Linked DNA regions of Mus musculus: regions 2 and 3 are each linked to region 1. A link is a contact called in public Hi-C and HiChIP or PLAC-seq data. All regions are on one chromosome and are shown on one strand. The core of a region is the stretch at or near the end of the contact, and the rest is flanking DNA. Distances in the headings are between cores, read along the strand shown. Region 1 has its middle 4.3 kb from the start of Gm40039. Region 2 overlaps Dnah2 (dynein, axonemal, heavy chain 2). Region 3 overlaps Dnah2 (dynein, axonemal, heavy chain 2).

What was found. HiChIP or PLAC-seq counts read pairs in DNA pulled down with a chosen protein or histone mark. Hi-C and Micro-C count contacts between places; a contact is called where the count stands out from the background.
Region 2: a contact with region 1 is called in a CTCF HiChIP or PLAC-seq map of CD8 T cells, with 5 read pairs. The contact joins two enhancer-like sites. A contact is called at or near these places in 3 of 15 datasets of contacts at CTCF or cohesin (CD8 T cells, the NIH/3T3 cell line and large pre-B cells), 26 of 484 Hi-C or Micro-C datasets (B cells, the C2C12 cell line, CD4 T cells and 17 more) and 17 of 115 datasets of contacts at active chromatin or transcription factors (CD4 single positive thymocytes, the NIH/3T3 cell line, SST interneurons and 11 more).
Region 3: a Hi-C map of the N1E-115 cell line shows a contact between it and region 1, with 2.6 times the contacts expected there. The contact joins two enhancer-like sites. A contact is called at or near these places in 1 of 15 datasets of contacts at CTCF or cohesin (large pre-B cells), 3 of 484 Hi-C or Micro-C datasets (the N1E-115 cell line, bone marrow-derived macrophages and embryonic stem cells), 10 of 115 datasets of contacts at active chromatin or transcription factors (T-cell acute lymphoblastic leukemia, bone marrow-derived macrophages, embryonic basal ganglia and 5 more) and 3 of 9 other capture datasets (adipose tissue, embryonic stem cells and liver).

Annotation. Positions count from the first base shown.
Region 1 is chr11:69,264,389-69,268,383 of GRCm38.p6, reverse strand. No RefSeq gene overlaps it. Among named protein-coding and RNA genes, the nearest start is that of Gm40039, 4.3 kb to the right of the region's middle. Within about 2 kb of position 1,908, at least 104 of the 459 cell types and tissues checked have an H3K27ac peak or open chromatin away from gene starts, as enhancers often do. A contact at or near this core is called in CD8 T cells, the N1E-115 cell line, T-cell acute lymphoblastic leukemia and 1 more, where this site is marked.
Region 2 is chr11:69,489,563-69,493,557 of GRCm38.p6, reverse strand. Dnah2 (dynein, axonemal, heavy chain 2) reads left to right here. Exons shown (of 86, transcript NM_001081330.1): 19 at 253-453; 20 at 746-902; 21 at 1,264-1,438; 22 at 1,892-2,055. Among named protein-coding and RNA genes, the nearest start is that of Dnah2, 58 kb to the left of the region's middle. Within about 2 kb of position 1,672, at least 16 of the 459 cell types and tissues checked have an H3K27ac peak or open chromatin away from gene starts, as enhancers often do. A contact at or near this core is called in CD8 T cells and regulatory T cells, where this site is marked.
Region 3 is chr11:69,470,945-69,474,939 of GRCm38.p6, reverse strand. It overlaps Dnah2 (dynein, axonemal, heavy chain 2), which reads left to right. Exons shown (of 86, transcript NM_001081330.1): 37 at 613-740; 38 at 1,068-1,220; 39 at 1,463-1,588. Among named protein-coding and RNA genes, the nearest start is that of Kdm6b, 57 kb to the right of the region's middle. Within about 2 kb of position 2,064, at least 71 of the 459 cell types and tissues checked have an H3K27ac peak or open chromatin away from gene starts, as enhancers often do. A contact at or near this core is called in the N1E-115 cell line and T-cell acute lymphoblastic leukemia, where this site is marked.

The sequences.
Region 1 (3,995 bases), core at 659-3,158:
TGGAACTTAGTGCCGTGCGATCGACAGCCCAGCAGCCCCCACATTTCCCTCACTTGCCTTTGCGTTACTGAGTCATACCAGGAACACTGAAGGAGAAGAAGAAAAGTTTAAGTCGCCGACTTCCTAGAAGCCAGACGACATTGTACATTGTACTCATCTCTGAACTTGCTTTTGAGCAAGCCAGGACTTCCGCTCTGGTCTGGGGTTGTTTTGTTTCCCTCAGAATTGCACCTGAACAAGAACACAAAGCAAATTTAGAAACAAGCATCTCCTGTCCTCTGATCACTGAGGCCTGCCTCCCTATCCCTGCCTCCCCCCAAAAAGAGCCGCAGGATCCTTTAAAGTAAAAGGTTCCTTACTGAGATGAAGATGGTGAGAGTCTGGGGGCCTCAGCCCAGAGAGCCCCAGGCAGACACGGACAGTATGAATGGCACCCAGAGTCCATCTCTGACTCAATTAGGCGGAATCAATCTTGTCACTGAGTTTCCAAGGAAATTCAATTAGAGGTCAAGTGTAGGAAGCCGGCTAACGGTGGCTTAAGCAGCAGACATGACAGGCGGTCGATAGCTGCCTGGGGATGAGATGGACTTCAGAGTCCCTGAGTCTGAGCGAGAGGCAGGAGCGGTCGAGGAAGAGACTCCTAAAGGACCTGACCACCCAGGGTCCAAGCCAAGTACAGAGACCGCAAAGGAAGGACCCACACGGCTCAGTTACCAGGTATTCACAGGGCATGGGAAGGGTCATCAGGACCCAGGAGGGAGCTGTGGCACCAGTGTGTGCAATCCGTATGGGCAGAAGCCTTTGTGCCCAGTCACACACAGTGAGGCTAGAAGAAAAGTCTTAACACTTGATGAGAAAGGTCGAGGTTGGGAGGTGCTGCCTCTGTTAAACTTGGAGTCGTTTCCCCCTCTAGTGGTCACGCAGATCTTTACAAGGGCACGTTGTTTGTAAATTAAAAACAAAACAAAGCCAAACAACAGAAAACAAAAAACAAAAACACCTCCAAAACCCAAAAACCAACCAACCAACCAAACAAACAAAAAACCCAGAAATTAAATAAAATGACTAAATTTAGTACAATAGACAAAAACCTTAGGCTGGGCATGACAGTGCACACCTTTAATCCAGCATTCAGAGGCAGAAGGAACTCTTGTGAGTTCAAGATTAGCTTAGGCAACATAGAGAGACCCTGTTGTTAATAATAATAGTAATAGTGCTGGAGAGGTGGCTCAGTGGTTAAAAGCACTGATTGCTTCTCCAGAGGTCCTGAGTTCAACTCCCAGCAACTACATGGTGGCTTACCACCATCTGTAATGGGGTCTGATGCCCTCTTCTGGTGTGTCTGAAGACAGCTGCAGTGTACTCATATACATTGAATAAACAGTATCTTTTTAAAAAATAATAATGGCCAGGGGGATAGCTCAGTGGGTAAGAACATGCCCTATGACTTGAATTGGACCTCTAGGACCCACACTGTAGAAGAAGGGATCTAGACACAGACAGACAAACAGACAGACATGCACACACACGGTGAGGGAGGAGATAAATACTAAAGAACTTTTAAACACATGAACAGAAGTGAAATACAAACTCAGAGAGAAATGTAAGATAAAAACCAGTAATGCCATTTTTCCCTACTTAATAGACTGGCAAAGAACCCCAGATCCAAGGTTGGACATCATACTCCGATGGTCATTTGAGAGAACCTGATAACCTTGCACTTCCCCCTTGACAGCACAAGCACACACTGTAAGGTACTCGCTTATCTATGCAGCATGACAGAAAACCTCTGAGACGCTCACAGCCACAGTGAAAACAACCCAAGTGCCGGATCCTGGGAGACTGCCTATGTGTAAGTCACATGGTGGACTAAATATAATACAGAGTGTGGGGGTGGGGGAGGAGGAAGAAGTCTGTGTACTGATTTGAGTTCCTAGGCGGCCATTACTGAGTACTGCAGGTGCGGGAGGAGAGAGGATGCGCTTGCTCGCTGCCTCTTCAACAGAAAGGAGGGGGCGGGGCAGAGCGCACACTTGGGGGAAATGTCTCTTTTACTGGAAGAGGAAAGAGAGAAGACAGGGGAGGAATTGCTGTTCCATGCCGTCCTTTTACAGCAATGTGATTCTTAAAGATATACATCTTTTTTTTTTTTTTTTTTAGTTTTTAAAATTTCCCAAGACAGAGAGATGGTCTGCAGATAGTGGGGTTGAACTTGCCCTCTGGGAATTGGGAAAACACTAGGGAATTACAAGGCAGAGAGCATTTCTGGAAACCCCTCCCCCACAGCTGGAGGCATAGAACTCAACACATTATGGAAGTGGCCTTAGCAAGAGGATTTGTTTTGGGGTCTAGGATGGAACCTGGGGTGATACTAGGCTCTGCCGCAGACACATCGCAGCCCATAGTTCTGTATTTAACATTTTAAAAATTATGTATGTGTTCTTTGCCTATATGTGTATCTGTGCACCACACAAGTGCTTGATGCCCAGGGAGACCAGAAGAAGATGTCAGATTCCCTGGAACTGGAGTTACAGATGGTTGTAAGCCACCACGTGGATATTAGGAATAGAATCCTGGTCCTCTGGAAGAACAGCCAGCGCTCTTAACCACTGAGCCAGCCTAGTTCTGTGGTTATTAAAATTATTTATTTTTCACATAGTTCCCAAGAGTAAGACTCGAGAAAAGAACACACAGACTCACTTACCAGAGGACCCACAGTACACAGGGTGAGGATAACGCCTGGAGCCAGGGTCCGGCTTCATCACGTGACGGGGTCAGGCTTCATCACGTGAGGAAACCGACCTCTTTTCTGGATGGAGTAACAGCCAATCAGAGCTGCAGCGTCTCTAGACTACAGCTACAAGAGGTCTTTTCTGCACTAGATTTGGTCCTGCCATCTTCAGAGAGTGGCCCTTGGTTTGTTTTTGTTTTCTTTTCTTTCTTTCTTTTCTTTTTTTTTTTTTTTTTTTTTTTGGTTCTTTCGAGACAGGGTTTCTCTGTATAGCCCTGGCTGCCCTGGAACTCACTTTGTAGACCAGGCTGGCCTCGAACTCAGAAATCCGCCTGCCTCTGCCTCCTGAGTGCTGGGATTAAAGGCGTGCGCCACCACGCCTGGCTGAGAGTGGCCCTTGTTAAATGACCGTGCACTACAGTGATGGAACACAAGAGCTATTCTCCCACTTCCTAGTCAGACTCAGAAGTTTTGTGGAGCCAAGGGGGTCAGTTCATCCACTCAGGTGTAAGGCAGAAGGCAAGAGGAACAGACTGGCCGCATGATGGAGAATTCTGCATTTTATGTAACTAACCAAGTTTTTGAGGAGTTGCTGGTGTTTGTTTCAAAAGTCCACTCCTGCCAAGCACAGTGGCACAGGACTTTGGGACCTCCAGCACTTGGGAGGCAGAGACAAGTGGATGGATGTCTGTGAGTTCGAGACAAGCCTGGTCTACAGAGTAAGTTCCAAGACAGCCAGGGCTGTGTAGAGATCCTATCTTAATACTCCTTCTCCCCCCAAAACCCACCTTCAGTGACCTACATCTAGGTCCTACCTCCTAAAGTTGGTCTACAGCCTTCAAAAACATTACCACCAACAGGTAAGCAGGGGTCCAAAATGTGAGCTGGAATCAAACTTTCAAATTCAAACCATATAGATTTTTAAAATTAGTTTTATAGTTAGGCAAGCCATACGAACTCAGGAAAACATGGGGTTTGGGAAAGATGAAAGATGAAACAGATGATACACCTCAGCCCAGTCTCCTGGTCTTGCTAATTTTACCTACTTGACACAAGCTAGAGTCATCTGGGGGAGGAGAACCCCAGCTGAGAAAATGCCCCTGTCAGATGGCCTGCAGGCTTGTTCACAGGGCATGAATGATTGATATGGGAGGCCCCAGCTCACTGTGGGCGGGGTCATCCCTGAGCAAGTGGTCCTGTGTGGTATGAGAAAGCAGGCTGAGCAAGCCATGAGAGCAAGCCAGTTTACAGAGTTCCCTCTCGG
Region 2 (3,995 bases), core at 423-2,922, 230 kb before region 1:
CTGAGTGGGAAGCTGTGGTGCAAGACCAGCCTGGACCAAGGCAACTCTAGGGAGGGGGACGGGGTGCTCAGGCTGAGGCTGCAGTTTTGTCCTGCCCAGCCCTTGGGAGGTGGACACCGCTTGGTGTGGGTGATACCTGGCAACAGAACCAGCTAGGACTGCAGGTTTGAGTGGAAGGAAAAGAGTGGAGCCGTGGTGTTGGGGTCACCCGTGGGGGAGTAAAGCCCGCCTAACAGATGTGTGGCCTCACAGCTACACGGAGGTGGCGAACAATGTGCAGAAGGAAGAGACGGTCCTCAACATCCAGTTCGTGATGCTGGACTGCTCTCACCTCAAGTTCTCGCTGGTGCAGCACTGCAACGAGTGGCAGAACAAGTTCACAACCCTGCTCAAGGAGATGGCAGCTGGGCGCCTTGCGGACCTGCACTCCTACCTCAAGGACAATGCTGAAAAGTAAGGATTGCCTGGGACACACGGGCATGGGGGCATGTGTGAGTGTGTGTGATTTGTGTGTGCAGGTGTGTGCGCATGTGCATGCAGGTGTGTGTGCCTGTGTGTGTGCCTGTATGTGTGCGTGTGTGTGTGCATGTGTGCATGTGCCTCTGTGTGTGTGCATGTGTGTATGTACAGGTATGTGTGTGTATGCACCTGTGCATTTGCCTGTGCGTGTGTGTGCACGCATGTGTGTGCATGCACGTGTCTGGGGATGTGCTTTTTACCTAATCCTTTCTTTCCTGACTTTTAGAATCAGCCACCCTCCCCAGACGCTGGAGGAGCTAGGGGTCAGCCTGCAGCTCATGGACACCCTGCAGCATGACCTACCCAACCTGGAGACTCAGATCCCCCCCATTCACGAGCAGTTTACCATTTTGGAGAAGTATGAGGTGCCAGTTCCGGACACTGTAAGTTCCCGAGGTGTTTGGTCCACCCCAGTCTCAAGCATAAAGCAGTGGTGACAGCCGGTGGAGGACCTTGTCCAGAGAAGTGAGAGAGGTGCAGAACTCCAGAGGACCCAGTCTAACTCAAATGATGCTGCTCCCCATCCGTTGATGACCTTCTTTTAGGCCCCAGCAACTTGAGATTAGTTTCTAGGGGATCGATCACGCACACAGAGCCTATTTATGAAGAGTCGGGCCCAGTGAATGGAGAGTGGGGTGGGGGTGGGGGCCAAGTGTTGCCCAGCATATGTGACGCCCTGGAAGCCTAGTCTCAGTGGGGAGAGGCCTGCTCCATGTGGGTCATCCTCCCTTCTGTTCCTCCCAGGTCCTGGAGATGCTGGAGAGCCTCAATGGGGAGTGGCTCACCTTCCAACAAATCCTGCTGGATAGCGAGCAGATGCTGAAGAAACACAAGGAGAAGTTCAAGACAGGCCTTATCCATGCCGCCGATGACTTCAAGAAGAAGGCACACAACCTTCTAGAAGACTTTGAGTTCAAAGGTTTGCCTTACTCCACCGCTCTCCCTCCTTTAGTCTTGGCTTTGGGCACTCAGCCTTTAAAATGTCTTGGGGAAGGTGAAAACAGACGGGGACATGGCCCGGCACACCAGAAGTCCCGGTGGGCAGCCCAGCGAAGGGAAAAAGCTACTGGGCAATGTGGGATGAGCTCACCAGAGCTGTGGGTTTCTGGTTGGGAGGGCTGGGCCGGAAGTGTTCTTACTTTGACTTCCTGCCCTCCACCTTTGCAGTCCAGATTTGGTGACCTTCCCTAAGACAACCCCACACACTCCCTCCTTCCCTTTCCTCTCTCCTGTGAGGGCAACAGTGGAATTTGCCCACTTAGTTGAGGGAGCCACAGGCTGGCCTTTCAAGAGGCCGTGGACCTGAGCAGGGGGGGGTGGGGGGTGGGGGGGGGGTGGTGGTGTGTCTGAGCCACACCTTGGCTTCCTGCAGGGCCGTTTACCAGCACCGTGGGCCACACGGCTGCACTGGATCAGATCGCACAGATGCGCGCCATGCTGATGGCCATGCGGGACGAGGAGAACAACCTCCGCTCCAATCTGGGCATCTTCAAGATCGAGCAGCCGGTCTCCAAGGACCTCCAGATCCTGGAGAAGGTGCTGGGCTGAGTGGGGCCCCGTAGAAACCAGGGATAAATAACAGGGATAGGACACTTCTCAGGGCCCGGGAATGGCTAGGACCAGGCTGATACGTTAGTTAGCAGCTTTGTGAGTTTTGTTTGTTTTGTTTTTGTTTTTGAGACAGGGTTTCTCTATGTAGTCTGGGCTGTCCTGGAGCTTGCTTTGTGGACCAGGCTGGCTTTAAACTCACAGAAATCCACCTGCCTCTACTTCCCAAGTGCTGGAAGTAAAGTCACAGGCCACCACTGCCCCATGTTTTTGTTTGTTTTTTTTTAAACTGAGATAAAATTCACACACTAGCCCAAGTATTTCCCACAGTTTAGTGGCACCGAGGTTATTCATAGTGCTGTGCAGCTGTCACCTCTGACTCTCATTTCAAAACATTTCCATGGGGTAGCTGAGATCACTGGGTAGCTGAGACCACGGGGTAGCTGAGGTCACAGAGTAGCTGAGATGGCTCAGGTGTTGCTTGCTGTCCAAGCCTAGCTGTAGAGGTAGAGGGCAAAAATGGACTTCATAAGGCTGTGATCTGACTTCCACATGTGCACAGTGACACACATGCACCTGCACACACACACACACACACACACACACACACACACACACACACACCCCACATGGAGTGTAAAGAGTGCTGGCTGCTGTCTTAGTATTCTGTTGCTGTGAAGAGACATCATGACCAGGACAACTCTTATAAAATAAAGCATTTAATTGAGGGCTGGTTACAGTTTCAGAGACTATAGGGAGCATGGCAGCATGCAGACAAACATGGCCCTGGAGAAGTAGCTGAGATTCCTACATCCAGACCCACAACCATCAGAACTTGAGAGAGAGCCCCTGGGCCCACTGAGGCTTGTGAAACCTCAAAGCCCACACTTCCTCCAGCCAGGCCACGCCTCCTCATCCTTCCCAAGTAGTGTCACTTCCTGATGACTAAGCATATGAGCCCATGGGAACCATGCTTGCTTTAACCCCCACATTCCACTCCCTGACGCCCCCCCCCCCCAATTAGGCCTGTAGATAGAGCATAATACAAAAAAATGCATTCAGTCCAACTTCAGAATTTCACATTGTAACAGCCTCAACACTGTTTCAAAATTCCAAAGTTTAAAGCCTCTTTTGAGACTCATGGCAATCTCTAAACTGTAACTCCCAGCAAAATCACAGTCAAAAAGTGGATCACGCCCGGCATGGTGGCACACACCTTTAATCCCAGCACTCGGGAGGCAGAGACAGGCAGATTTCTGAGTTCGAGGCCAGCCTGGTCTACAGAGTGAGTTCCAGGACAGCCAGGGCTACACAGAGAAACCCTGTCTCGAAAAACAAAAAAACAAAAAAAGTGGATCACAGGGTGCTGGAGAGATGGCTTAGCAATTAAGAGCACTGACTGCTCTACCAGAGGTCCTGAGTTCAATTCCCAGCAGCCACATGGTGGCTCACAACCATCTGTAATGGGATCGGATGCCCTCTTCTGGTGTGTCTGAAGACAGCTACGGTGTACTCACATATATAAAATAAATAAATAAATAGATCTTTTTTTTTTTAAAAAGTTGATCACATACTTCCAACATACAGTGGCATAGAATATCCATTTCCATTTCAAAGTGGAGGGAAGGGAGCATGGTGAGGAAATAAGGGACCAAAGGACACCATGCCAGAAAGCCAGCAGGGCCACCTCCATCTCGGCATCTCCATGTCTGATGTCAAAGCGCTCTTCAGATCTCCAACTCCTTTCAGCTTTGTTGGCTGCAGCTCACTTCTCTCTCCTGGACTGCTTCCCTCCCTGTTAGCGGCTTTCCTATGGCTCCGGCATCTCCTGTATCCTGGGGTCTCCAAGACAATCCAGGCTTCACCTTCACAGCTTCACACAGTGCCTCCTCTGGGCCTCCATACAGGGACGCCCTGACACGTGCCTG
Region 3 (3,995 bases), core at 815-3,314, 210 kb before region 1:
GCCTCTGGACCTGCTGCTTGAGGAACAAAGCCTTTAAGGGACACTTCAGATCCAAATTACAGCCACGGCAGAAGAGAAGACACAAGGAGAGGAGGAAGTAGACTTCCTGTCCTCCCCAAGGGCTCGAGAAACACCTACTTGTCGCTATGGAAGCCTAGTCTTTTAAGGCTGAGCCAAGTTTCCCAATGGGCTAGCTCCCTGCTCTGCCTTCTATCCCTTTTGGAATATGGGAGTCTCCCTAATGTATGGGGTTTTCAGTTGCCTAGCTGCCCCCTAGGAACAGCTTTGGGGGAAGTGTCTAGGAGAGAACACCCTTAGGGAAGCATCATAGCTACAGCTGTGAGTTCTACAGGGCTCATGTGGGCTCCACATAGAACTCAGCAGCTCTGTGGTTTCAGTTGAAAACAGGGCCATGCGAAACATAATGAGAGCACCTCTGAAGGAAGAAGACAGGATGAATAGGGAGTCAGGGCTGGGATGAGGAAGGACTCCATCTTGGAGCTGGGGCTGGGGAGAAAGTTAAGGGCAGGGTAAAAGTTGGGTAAGTGGGACACTTGAGAGACCGATTGAGGACAGGGAAACCCGGTTCTAAACAGACGGCTTCGTCTCCAGGCTATGCCGGCCGCACAGAGCTTCCAGAGAACCTAAAGTCCATGTTCCGCCCAATTGCCATGGTGGTGCCTGATTCTACGCTTATTGCGGAAATCATTCTCTTTGGGGAGGGCTTTGGCAACTGCAAGGTATTCTGATAATCTATTCCTTATTTTATTGTTGTTCCATGGAAAGAGGAGCCCCTGAAGGCCTCACAATCTGTTTATCCTACCGGGAGCTTAGAGTTCTGTTAGTGGGATCTGAAGCCAGAGGAGTATAGACGGACAGATGGGTGGTGGGGTGTCTGACTTCCGTGAAGCCACTAACCAATAATAGCACAGCCCACAAGATCTCCTACAATTGTTCAGAGCACTTCCTAGATGTTTCAAGTCCCTGACCTAGGTTCTAGTGTCTACAAGTGTCCCTAAAGGGGAGTTGTGGGAGGTGAGCTGTTGTCTCCTCTGCACGGTTCCCAGATCCTGGCCAAGAAGGTGTACACACTGTACTCACTGGCTGTGCAGCAGCTCTCCAGACAGGACCACTACGACTTCGGCCTGCGCGCCCTCACTTCCCTGTTGCGCTATGCTGGCAAGAAGCGTCGCCTACAGCCAGATCTGTCTGATGAAGAGGTAGGCCAAACTCATGGCCCTCGGATCTTTGCCTCCTTTGTCTCTGGTCTGATGATGTCTTCAGGAACATTTTCCAGCCTTTCTTTTCCTTCTCCAGATAGCGGTATTCCATGCACGCCTCTACCCCTGCCCTCCCCACCACCTCATGCTTTGCCCCCTGGCTCGCATGATTGTCCCTGTTGTGTTGCTGAGGACTGACTCTGGCATATCCATCGTCCTTAGGTCTCCCTTTAACCCCACAGGTTCTGCTGCTCTCCATGAGAGACATGAACATCGCCAAGCTGACGTCAGTGGATGTCCCATTGTTCAATGCTATTGTGCAGGACCTCTTCCCCAACATCGAGCTCCCGGTCATTGACTATGGCAAGGTGCTTGCTCCCCCATCTCTTTTACTTATTTATTTTAAGATTTATTATTATTATTATTATTATTATTAATTTAATGTATGTGAGTACACTGTCGCAGGATTTTCAGACACACCAGAAGAGGGCATCAGTTCCCATTACAGATGGTTGTGAACCACCATGTGGTTGCTAGGAATTGAACTCAGGACCTCTGGAAGAGCAGCCAGTGCTCTTAACCGCTGAGCCATCTCTCCAGCCCAGCCCCACCTCCTTTGAAAAAGAACGTTATTTTGAGTTGTGTGTGTCTATGTGGAGGTCAGAGGACAGTTTACAGGAACCGGTTCTCTCCTCCCACCAGCTGGGTCCCCGGGATCAGAGTTGGATCGTCAGGAATGGCTGCAGGTGCCTTTACTCGCTGCTCCCTCTTGCTGGCTCAGTATTTACTCTTTATCAGGCTCCCTGATTTCATGAGTAACTGTGCATCTGAGAACAGGAAGTGTGACTGTCCTGAACTTCTGTCACTCATTAGGTGTGACTTTGAATGACACAGTTGGCTCCACCTAGGACCCACACAAACAGCTTCCTCTCTGACTCATCTCCTTCTGGAGTCCTGGCTCACCGACACTTACTTACTTACTTACTTTCCTACTTAATTAATTAATTTAGAGGTGGGGTGTTACTATGTAACCCTGGCTGACCCACCCGGAACTCCCTATATAGACCAGGCTGGCCTCCTGCTAACAGGGGTTGATTGGCCTACTGCCTCACCATGGGTCACCATGTCGGGCTCAGGTAACTTCAACTCAGCAGATCCTTGAAATCACTGAAAGCCCAGCTACCCTGACTGGATCCACTAGCCCTCGCCCACCTCGCCTCCTGTCCTCATGGTGGGAACTTTGAAGAGAGTCTCTGGGAGCTCTGTGGTGTGTGAGAGCAGAGGAACAGAGGAGGGGCAGAGGCGTCCCCTCCTCGTGTTCGTCCACACACTCTGAGCTGTCCTTTCAGTTGAAACTGCTAAATGCTGGATTAAAAAATTCAAAGAAATATGTCCTTTTTTATTACATTGCTTAGATGGCAAGAATTCTAGGGGCCTTGGTGTGGTGACAGTGAGTGAAGGGACTTTGTGAGGCAAGTAGGTTCCAATGCTGTTTTCCTGCCGTGGAATTTTGTCAGTCTAAGGCACCAGGAGTTGGAAGGCAAGCAGCCCAAGCCTGAAGGTGGAACAACGTAAAGCCCACTGTTATAGAAGTCAGGCTACAGGGACTCACCCTCCCCATCAACTGATGGGAAGGACAACTTACAACCTAGGAAGATCTGTGCTTGTCCAAGCCCTGGTGGTGGCAGGGAGGGGGTCAAAGGATTCCTGCAGTCTCTTCAGCTCAGCCTCACGCTGTCCACAGTCAGCATTCACTCTATGGTGTAAAGTCTCAAGCTTCACCTGCAGGGCAGGAGAAGGGGGTGTCCGTTGTCAGTGCCCCCAGGCGACTGGTGGGAGCAAAGGGAAGAATGGCTTCTGGAGGAGCTCAGTCCAGAAGAGCCCTGAAGGCAGCACCAGCCTGACCGCTGCGGATGGAGGTTGGGAAAAGGAGCTGTTCGCTGAAGCCAGCTAGAGTTGTGTAACAGGACTCTGTCCCAGGAGAAGAAAGGAGCTGTATCTCTAAGATCTGGTGTCTTAATGGCCCCGGGTGACAGAGCCTCCCCTGCTGAGTAGAGGTGTCGAGCCTGAGGAACAGCAGGCAGGAGAGGAATGAGTCAGATTAACCAGTACTGAGGGAACGTTTGCAGACTAGATGCTTTCTTTCATCTCTCGGCTTAAAGAATTGAGGCATCCAGACAGGCAAGTGAAAGTATTCATTCTCTCCGGGGAATTCTTCTGACCCAAGAAGAATGACAGGGACATGGCATAAAGATCCCAAGTGCACTGTCGCCTGCAGGAGCCCCACACACCCAGCCATATAAACAGAAAATGGGAGTAGAGGTAGGAGAATCAGGAATTCAGGGCTAACCTTGGCTACATAAGGAATTTGAGGGTAGCCTGGTCTAGAATACACACACACACACACACACACACACACACACACACACACACACGACAGAGAGAGAGAGAGAGAGAGAGAGAGAGAGAGAGAGAGAATATGAATATGAATGGATGATGTAAGGAAAACCAAAGCTCGCTGAACAACCTGAGAGAAGAGCTCTGGTAGGAAGGCCATTAGGTGTTACTAGTGGGAGGGAGGAGGCAAGGGAGGAGAGGGGATGTTGAGCCAAATCCCTGAGACAAGAGACTTTTTTAAATGCAGGGCAACAGACAGTATGGTAAAGAGTTTGAAGGAAAGTATTAGCCCTGGGAGAAGCAAGGAGTCTACTTTGTAAGGGTTTCTGAGAAGAGGGGTGGTCTTGTATCACAAGGAAGCAGGCTTAGTCAATGTAT